Linked DNA regions of Rattus norvegicus: region 1 is linked to region 2. The links are chromatin contacts, called in public Hi-C maps. All regions are on one chromosome and are shown on one strand. Each heading gives the region's core, a stretch centred on a gene start, on an enhancer-like site or on the middle of the called end of the contact. The rest is flanking DNA. Distances are from core to core; before and after follow the strand shown.

Region 1 (4,619 bases), core at 1,920-4,419, 41 kb before region 2:
AGTCTATATAAATACACACACACATACACACACACAGAGAGAGAGAGAGAGAGAGAGAGAGAGAGAGAGAGAGAGAGAGAGAGATCACCAAGCTAATATATGATTTTTTTTCTTTTTCAGAGGCTGCTTTGAATCTTGCCTACATCCTAATTCCCAGTATTCCCCTTTTCCTCCTACTTGTGGTCACTTCAGCTGTGTGTTGGGTTTGGATCTGTAGAAGGCAAGTAGAACCTTCATCATGCAAACCTTTGCTCCCTCTGCACTCAGATGAGGCCTGGTTGACATCATTAAAAGCCATGACAACTCCAAGAGAAGGACCACTGTAGAACTGAGAGTAAATTCTGGCAGGACACGAGGTCCACGTGCCAAACTAACAGCATTTCTCTGAGCATCTGTGCTGAGTAAGATTAAGATAGCAGCCCCATGCCCTCTCGCCTCTGTGTGCATGGAAGACTTTTAAGCAAAGTGGAAGGTAAAACAGTGTTATTCACTTCCTGTGCACCCACGGATCACACAGTAAAGTGTTCTCCTAAATGTAGGTCCTCATTCCAAAAATGTTTGTTGAGTAAGGAATGACTAATGGGCCACATGAAAACTGTGTGTTCCAAAGGATTCTGGGAAGTATCTGATACAAAGCCACTTTATTCACAATGAATCAGCCAAATTCTTTTAAACTGACTTTTCTTTTAAATTATTTCAGAAGTGTATTGTAGCAAAGAAGCTAAACTAAGTAGCATAGGCAGCATCTGTATGTAATCTGGATCATGTGCTCATGTATTTTAAGTACATGCAACCGTTCTCTGTTACACTGCTGTTCCCCAGCATCAAGGCAGACACTCAAGGAGGTTAGCATTCTCTTTTACAGCAGAAAAATCAGTCCAACTTAAGTTAGACTCACTTTGATGAGCAGTTTGAAATACATTTGTAAAATTCCAATGCAGGACCTATTTCAATAATCCCCTCAAACTATTATTATGAGTTTAAGCAATGAATACACACACACACACACACACACACACACACACACACACACACACACACACACATATATATATATATAAAACAAGCATATAATAAACACTCAAAAGTATTAGTCACATCTATAATCATTTTTGTTGGTAGTTCTCTTGCATTTAAAATAGACTTCAGTTAAACAATTACAGATATATTTTCCAATGACTTATCTACAATTGGTTCTTGATTTCCACTTTTAAATGCATTTGTCCCTTTGCCAGGACTGGGGGGCATACTCTCTCTCATCTGTGTGTCCTTCTTTCCTGTTTTCCTTCTTTCCTTATTTTTTAAGTGGTCTGGGGAACTCAGGGCTTCCCACATGCCAGCCAAGTATACATTTAGCTACATCCCCAGTCCCTTAAACAATATTTTTAAGTGTTACAAACAAAACGCATTGATAGAAAGAAGTAATTAAACTACTGCAGAGTTTAGCAAAAATATCTCCCAAGATGTATTGTTTCTTTATTAGTGATTTTTAGTGGTAGGCACAATTATAATATTGAAGTAGAGGTGAACCCAAAATATTTCAAAGCAGTTCTAATAACTCATGTGGTATGGGAATGTGATTTCTGTTGGTGACAGAATCGATGACATTATTAATCTCACTCTTGTCTATACTTATGGTAGAATATGGCTAATTTTGCTTAGCGATGAGTTTTGTTTTTAATGTTCAGTTGGTTAGGGTTTGGCTTGGTTTAGTGTAATTCTTTTCCTATTATTTTCCGGCCCCACATTCTCTAAGGAGTCCTGAAACCCAAACTCACGACAGTAAACAGACCATGAGTAGAGCAGTCTTCTGGGGTGTCTCCTACCTGATGCACAAAGCCTATTGGGGTAGGTAGGTGAGAAGCAGAGCGAGCTGACTTCCTCAGGTCACTTCCTCCACTTCAATAGGAACAGGGACATTCTCAGGACCCTGGTCCCAGATACTCAGCCTGGTTCTCTTCTTCCAGAAAACGGGAACAGACAGACCCTCCCACAAAGGAGCAGCACACCATTTGGCCCACTCCTCACCAAGAGAACAGCCCTGACCTAGAAGTTTACAATGTCATCAGAAAACAAAGTGAAGCTGATTTAGCCGAGCCCCGGCCAGATCTGAAGAACATCTCCTTCCGGGTGTGTTCTGGGGAAGCCATGCCCGATGACACGTCTTGTGACTATGACAACATGGTTATAAACCCTTCTGAAAGTGGGTTAGTGACTTTGGCAAGTATGGAGGGTAGATTTGTGACCAATGACATCTATGAATTCTCCCCCGACAGAATGGGGAGGAGCAAGGAGAGTGGATGGGTAGAAAATGAAATATATTACTAAGACATATGAAAAAACCAGCAAGAATGTAAAAAGAGAAGGAAAAGCCTCCAATGTCTTACAAAGACGATATTCAGAAGGCTTATGAGAAGGTTCAGCTCAGGTCTTAGGGGCAAGCACAGCATCACAAGTTCCTTCTGGGTCCCCAAGTTCTGGCTGCACTCCCTATCCAGGAACCTCGTCCAGCTCAGCCTGGTCCAAGGCACCTCACCCAAGGGGCTGCTGCACAGCAGACCCTCAGAGAAAGCCAGTGGCTTCCAACTGACGCTCAAGAGCTGGTGCTTTCCCTGGTCAGGATTAAGGTGTGACCAGGGAGCTTGGAAAGCCTACCTCTAGGCTCTGTTTTCCTTGCTCTGTACATCTGTGCAGGCAATCACAAAGACACAAATGGTGGGATCCTCTCAAAGCCTCTGTATGGAAGCCCCAGGCTGGCCTGCACATCAACAATTCCCAACCTGCATCCCACCCCCACCCCTGAAAAAAAAAGTCAATAAAAAGCAGGAAGCAGAATGTTAGTCAGTCTGTGTCTACAGCCCTTCCTCTGCATGTGGCCTCAGGGGAGTTTTTTTTTTTTTTTTCATTCTCCCAACATCTAAACTTGGAAAAGTCCAACTTGGAAATACTTTCGAAAGTAAAAATGAGCTCTGTTTGCTTCAGAGCTTCTTCTTCTCTGGGCTCAGACAGTATGTGCTGTTCTGGGGATGGGTGGCAGCAGCATAGGAAACTGACTGTATACAGGACTGGTGAAAAGAGTCGACCTAGTAAGGAAAAGGAGAGGCAGGCTTCTCACTATCAGAGAAGGCAGCCACGGTCACCAGAAGGGAGGAAACTGGAACAGGTCCTGTTGTGTGCAAGGGGAATCGAAACAGTGCTGCCGTCATTGTGGAATTTTATGTACTGAGTATACATATATATGTATGTTTATATGTGTATGTATATGTGTGTTTTCCATTAAATAAGCCAGTACTCCATGAAACTGGATGACTCAAGGACAGAAGCAGAAGAAATATGAGTTACTTAAGTAATGAAAAGGAAATAATGGGTATCTAAACATAGATAGAATTAACAGGTTTATTGTTCTACAGGAACAATGAGGACCCGGATATCACAATGACCTATAACGTATTTATGAATAACTATGAGAAAGGAGCTCAAGGGCAGCAAACACAAAGTCATGATAAAAATATATTTATTGCCTTGGTTGACTAGTACACATTGTATATTTGTACTGTTAAGTAATACCATTGTTAAAACTTAAAGAGATTGGGAATGAGAATGTTCATTTGGGAAATTTTACACCACCACCAAGCAAGACTGATTAAGAATCAGCAGATAGGGTTGGGGATTTAGCTCAGTGGTAGAGTGCTTGCCTAGCAGGCGCAAGGCCCTGGGTTTGGTCCCCAGCTCCGGAAAAAAAAAAAAAAGAGAGAGAGAGAGAGAAAAAAAAAAGAATCAGCAGATCACAGACACCAACTCGTAATGATCCACCTTTGGTAATGAGGATTAATTTGAATATTAAATCATTGAAAGTAAAACCAACAAAGAGAATGTGACTCAATGGGTAAAGTGGGAAAACATGGGCATATGCTGATACAAAATAAAAGAATAAATTAAAACTTTGATGTAGATGGTATATTTACATGATTTCAGGTAAAGATCATTGATTGCAAAAGTGACCCAACAGGCAAAGCCACCTCAGTCACCTGATGAATGTGAATTCTGTGGACGACGAAGTGTACTGAGATTGTAGACCTCACACTGTGGTGTGGTGAGAGGGACATGGCATCACATCCACGCTGTCTCACAGTGTACAAGCTGATCATAAGGAGGCCTTGCATAACAACAATTTGATGGACAATCTACAAACTACCTGGACGGCAAACCTGAACTCTGATGGTAAAGACGGTGGAAGCGAGACAGGGGCAGCTGCAATAGGAGGACAGTAAGGTGATGGCTCCAAGCGTGACCAGATCCTGAAATGGATCCCTTTTCTCCTGTAAAGGAGAAGATGGGAACAAATGTGGATGACGTCTGAGGACTAAATGTCAAAAACGTGCAGTGCTAACTTCCTAACTTTTGCGTTGCCCTGAGGACATGGCCTCTTGGCACTGGGAATGTCTTCCCAGAAAGCACACAGTGAAGTAATAAAGGACAATGGACTATCAGGTTGACCACTTTCTCTCGTGTGATATGGGGACAGGGATGCACTGTACCTGCAATCTCTCCTCTGTTAGAAATTATTTTTGGAAAACCATTTACAAACATAATTTCTATAGCCATGGATTCCATGACTC
Region 2 (4,440 bases), core at 311-2,810:
GCTTATCACATATATCATATTTCTGAGAGCCTGTCTTTAAAAAGTTAAAGTGAAAATATGAGGTATGGGCTCCTTTTAAGTTTTTAATGTGGGTTGGGAATGGTGATACCTGCTTTTAATCTCAGCACTCGGGAGACATCTCTGTTAGGTATGAGCCAGCCTGGCCTATGTGGCAAGTTACAGGTTACCTAAGGCTACATAGTGAGACGCTGTTTAAAAAACAAAACAAAACAAAACAAAATGACAACACAAAAAAGCAATGTAGTGCCTAAGAGATGGCACATTGGATCAAGTTACCTACAGTGACTATCCCTAGGGCCACAGTGGAAGGCTAGAACCAACTCACACACCCTGTCCTCTGACTTCTACACAAAATGAAATGTAAAAGTAATATGTTATAGTGTATTTCTAAAATTGTTCTTTTTGATATTTAGATTGGCTCAGATTTGTCAGTGGTGGGTCCCTTCAAACTGTCTTCTCTTTTGACATATCCTTCCTGTCGTATACAAAAGATCCCCTTGTTTACTCAGATAAGATCTTAGATCATCTTAGAATTGCCCTGTCTGCCTTGGACTCAGTCATTACTTCCAATGAATTGAGTTTCTTTTAATGGACAATGGGTACCCAGGAACCAAGGTCTGGACACACATAATATATTTCAAGATATTAAAATGTTGCTGTTTACTTAGGTCCACCATACGGAAGACCAGTGTGATGGGTTATAATTAGAATTCTAGCATTACCTGTGCGACGTTGGCAACTCCCTTCGTTCTAGCAGCCTGCTCCATCATCTGGAAACAAATCGGATTAGGTACCTTTTAACCGTTTACAAGTTCCCAAAGCCTTTTAGGATAATACAGGGTCACCTCTCCCCAGAGACAGGCTCAACTAAGCAAAACTCTGCCTATGATGCAGAAGTTCCAGGCTTCAAAGCCTCTTAGGAGTTCCGAATTCCGGACTTAATCATCTCTTCAGCGCTGGCATTTTTTTTTTCCTTTTTTTGCAAGTGACTGACTGCTGTGAATAGAAATCCTCAGAGATGTCAAAAAGTGGAAAGACGTATATAGTACCGAGAAGGGAGCTAAAAAGAACACAAAGAAAAGAGGCTGTGAGCAGTGCGTTGCTCAGCCACGGTGCTCTTCGGGCTCCAAATTTAGCGCTGCAGTCCGCTGAGGGAGAGGTTTTGGCGGGAAGGGCTGCCCGGGCGGAGAATGCCGGGTGACCCTACAGGAGACGCTCCCAGTGCATCCTCGGCGCGGCCCACCAGGGCTCGCTCTTGCGCTTCTGCTGGAAGACAAGAGGAGCAGGGCGGAGCGGACAGACGGCGACCCCGCCCCCGGCCGCGACGCCCTCCTCAGCCCTGTCAGGCCTTGCAGCGGCCGGAAGCCTCGTGCCTGCCCGACCCGCGTGCCGCCCCTCCCTCCCGCCCCCGACGTCGGCGGCGCTGCGGTAGTCATGGTGACCGATGGAGGCCCGCCCCCGCCCCCTGCCCCGGCCCCCTGACGTCGGCGCACGTCAGCGCCGGCGCGCGCCTGGCTGGGCCCTGTGGGGCGGGAGGGAAGCAGCGCCCGGGCGAGAGCCGCGGCCGTCGCCCAGAGCCCAGGCGCGCCGCCCGACGCCCTCCTGCCCGCTCCGCGCCGCTTCGTGCCGGCCCCTTCGTTCACGCTCCCGTCGTCGTGTTCTGCAGCGGGGGCCAAGCATGGTCATGGCGGATGGCCCGAGGCACTTGCAGCGCGGGCCGGTCCGGGTGGGGTTCTACGACATCGAGGGCACGCTGGGCAAGGGCAACTTCGCCGTGGTGAAGCTGGGGCGGCACCGGATCACCAAGACGGAGGTGCGGCCCCGGGGTTCGGCGGGAGCGTGGCGTGGTTGCGCCCCGGGTAGGGAACGGCGGGCCTGGCACTGCGGGGACCACGGGGTGCAGGTCGAGTGTGTGTAGGGTGTCCCCGGGAAGCCACACAGTCTTCCGTCCCGAGTCTCCCACCCGGGAACCTGGTCTGTGGCCTCGGCTCCCGAGCACAAGTTCCGCGTCTTCCCGGCTTTTGGCTGGGGGTGGGGTGGGAAGGGAAGTCTCGGTGCTCCGGGGCCGCACGGGGACCAATGTCGCCGGCCGGAGAAGGGGACCAGCAGCTCCCGGGCTCGGCGGACGCGGAGCGCGGCCCGGACCTAGTGTCCTTCTCTGTCCGGCGAGAAGGGGGTGCCGCAGACCGGACCGGTGCGGACGGACCGCTGTCCATCTTCTCTGCTTTGGGCCCGCAGAGTCTCTGATTCGGTGCCTTGACTGGCTTGAGCACTTGCAGTGGCTATAGCAAATACACCAGACAATAGAGCTGTTAAAAATGGTCATCTCAGCCCTGCACCGTTCTCTGGGGTTGTCCCTTTACCAGGTGTGCATGCTGGCTCGGAGCACACATTCCTTAAGCCACATCAGATGGACTCTACTCAGCCCTCAACTGGCTTCCTGACATTGACTTTCCAGCATCCCCCCTCCGTGGTACATTCTAAGGCACCGCACATATTTTCTCCCCAAGTCTCTGTTCTTACCTAGCCCACCCTCTTCCTTCCATTGCCTCAAGCTGCTCTCCTCGGGGTCTCTATTTTAAGACGTGCAAATTAAATACCTTGGAAAAAACGATCGCAACACTACCATTTCTTAGACTACAACATAGTGGTTTTGACGTACTATATTCTGCCTTGTGATTCTACTGGAGTTTCACCGGTTTCCAGTTTCTCTCCTCCGTTTTCATCCTTTTCGGGTTTTTTTTCCCTAATACGTTCTTAAGAACGTTCTAACCTTTGAATGTAGAACCCCCCCCGCCGCCCCCCTCCCATGACTTACGTAAGGTGAAGGGCATTTAAAAGCTTTACTGTTCTCTTAGCAGTTGTACTTAAAAGTTTTGCTTCATGTCCATTTCCATAAAGAAGGAGGGTATGTCTAACACGTCTTCATTTTTGTTTAGCCTCACAAATCCCCGACATACCACCTAAATCTTTCTTCTTTAGGGCATCAGTACCAAGGTCAAAATTTTTCCTTTTACGATTTTACCAGTGTTACGAATCTAGATTGCCTGTAATGATAAGCATATTGACATTACCAAAATTTTGCATAGCTTAATCTGATCCCAGCATTTTTTTTAATGAATAAAGTTGTTTCAGTTTTGTAAAGAGCTATGGCCAAATGTTATACCTTTACTCCGATGTTAAATTAAAAGGAAGTATCTTAAATGGGTGTATTTATGACTTTTCAATGACTGCCAAAAATAGCACATTACAGAGAGAGTCACATTGGTTACATTGTTGGAGACCAAATCCGTTCATACAATTTTTTTCTCATTAGCAATCTTTAGTAGTCAGCTGTTGTCAGAGTTTAAAGTTGTATCTGAGATCTGAGAGCTGCTTCGGTGGAGCTGATGGCAATTTACACTTTCTCTGGAGGGTGACAACTCTGATGGGTGTCCCTTTCAAACTGATTTTTTTTTAGGAAGCCGGCTAGGGGGCACTGTGGAGCAACACTGCCTATGCCTGTCAGATTAGTAACATTCGTGATTGAAGACACCTGTCAGATCATGAAAGCTCTTGCATGAACCCTCTTGCTAAAGGGTGTGTGTGTAGTCTGTGTGTATAAAATTATTTTATGTTAAAAGCTATACTTTATTCTATAGGTTCCTCCTCCCTTGTGCTTTTCTGTTTTTTACAATGAGTAAGGCTGAGCATTTTGTGGTAATTTTGTGATTGTTGATACTAAGACATAGAAAGGGGAAATGGTCTAGTAGTTACTATACTTAAAAGTCTTTGTAAGTTTTAGTTTGCAAAATGGTTTTCTGAAGTTTTATAAGACAGTTACATGAAGACTTGCTTAGTAAAAGCACTGACTCAGTTTCTAATAATATGTTTCAGTAAGTTTTTTTTTCTTTAGAGACAACTGCTTTTTATTTACTGAGTATTTGTATCTTTGGTAAATAGAACCACCATGCAAACTGTAAATAAAATAGTGAAATATTCAACTCTTCTACATTATTTTAGATTCTCATTGCTTAACATACTACAATAATTACGGTGATAACAGTTAATAATAGTATAAAGAAAACTATTAGCAAAATACCATTATATTTAGTGCTGTGGAAGTTCCATTGTGTACTGTATTTTAACATTGTAGGCTTATGTGTTTTAGAACTGGGAGATCTCTTTTTCCTTCAAGTTTGATCCTGGGGCAGTTTTTAAAAATAGAATCATTTTAATTGTATATATTTGTGTGTATACATGCGTGTGTGTTGGTAGAAGAACAACTTGCAGGAGCTGTTTCTCTTCTTCGACTGTGTGGGTGCTGGGGATCAAACTCAAGTCATCAGGGTCAGCAGCAAGTGTCATTACTCTCTGACTATCTTGACAGTCCCTGAGACAAATCTTAGGACTTAGTTTAAACATCTATGTGATGAATAC

What was found. A called contact is a pair of places that touch in the nucleus more often than the background predicts.
Region 1: a contact with region 2 is called in a Hi-C map of the Rat2 cell line, with 2.8 times the contacts expected there. The contact joins the enhancer-like site here to the promoter of Sik2 in region 2. A contact is called at or near these places in 5 of 12 Hi-C or Micro-C datasets (the A7r5 cell line, the Rat2 cell line, Schwann cells and 2 more).

What each region holds. Positions count from the first base shown.
Region 1 is chr8:60,261,196-60,265,814 of GRCr8, reverse strand. Layn (layilin) reads left to right here. Exons shown (of 8, transcript NM_001191997.1): 7 at 121-220; 8 at 1,968-2,359. The coding sequence ends at 2,328. All of the region lies in intron 2 of LOC120094336 (a long non-coding RNA gene), which reads right to left. Among named protein-coding and RNA genes, the nearest start is that of Layn, 17 kb to the left of the region's middle. Within about 2 kb of position 3,169, at least 2 of the 93 cell types and tissues checked have an H3K27ac peak or open chromatin away from gene starts, as enhancers often do.
Region 2 is chr8:60,218,770-60,223,209 of GRCr8, reverse strand. Sik2 (salt-inducible kinase 2) reads left to right here and starts at 1,560. Exons shown (of 16, transcript NM_001427328.1): 1 at 1,560-1,834. The coding sequence starts at 1,700. LOC120094336 (a long non-coding RNA gene) reads right to left here and starts at 1,451. Exons shown (of 3, transcript XR_005488650.2): 1 at 744-1,451.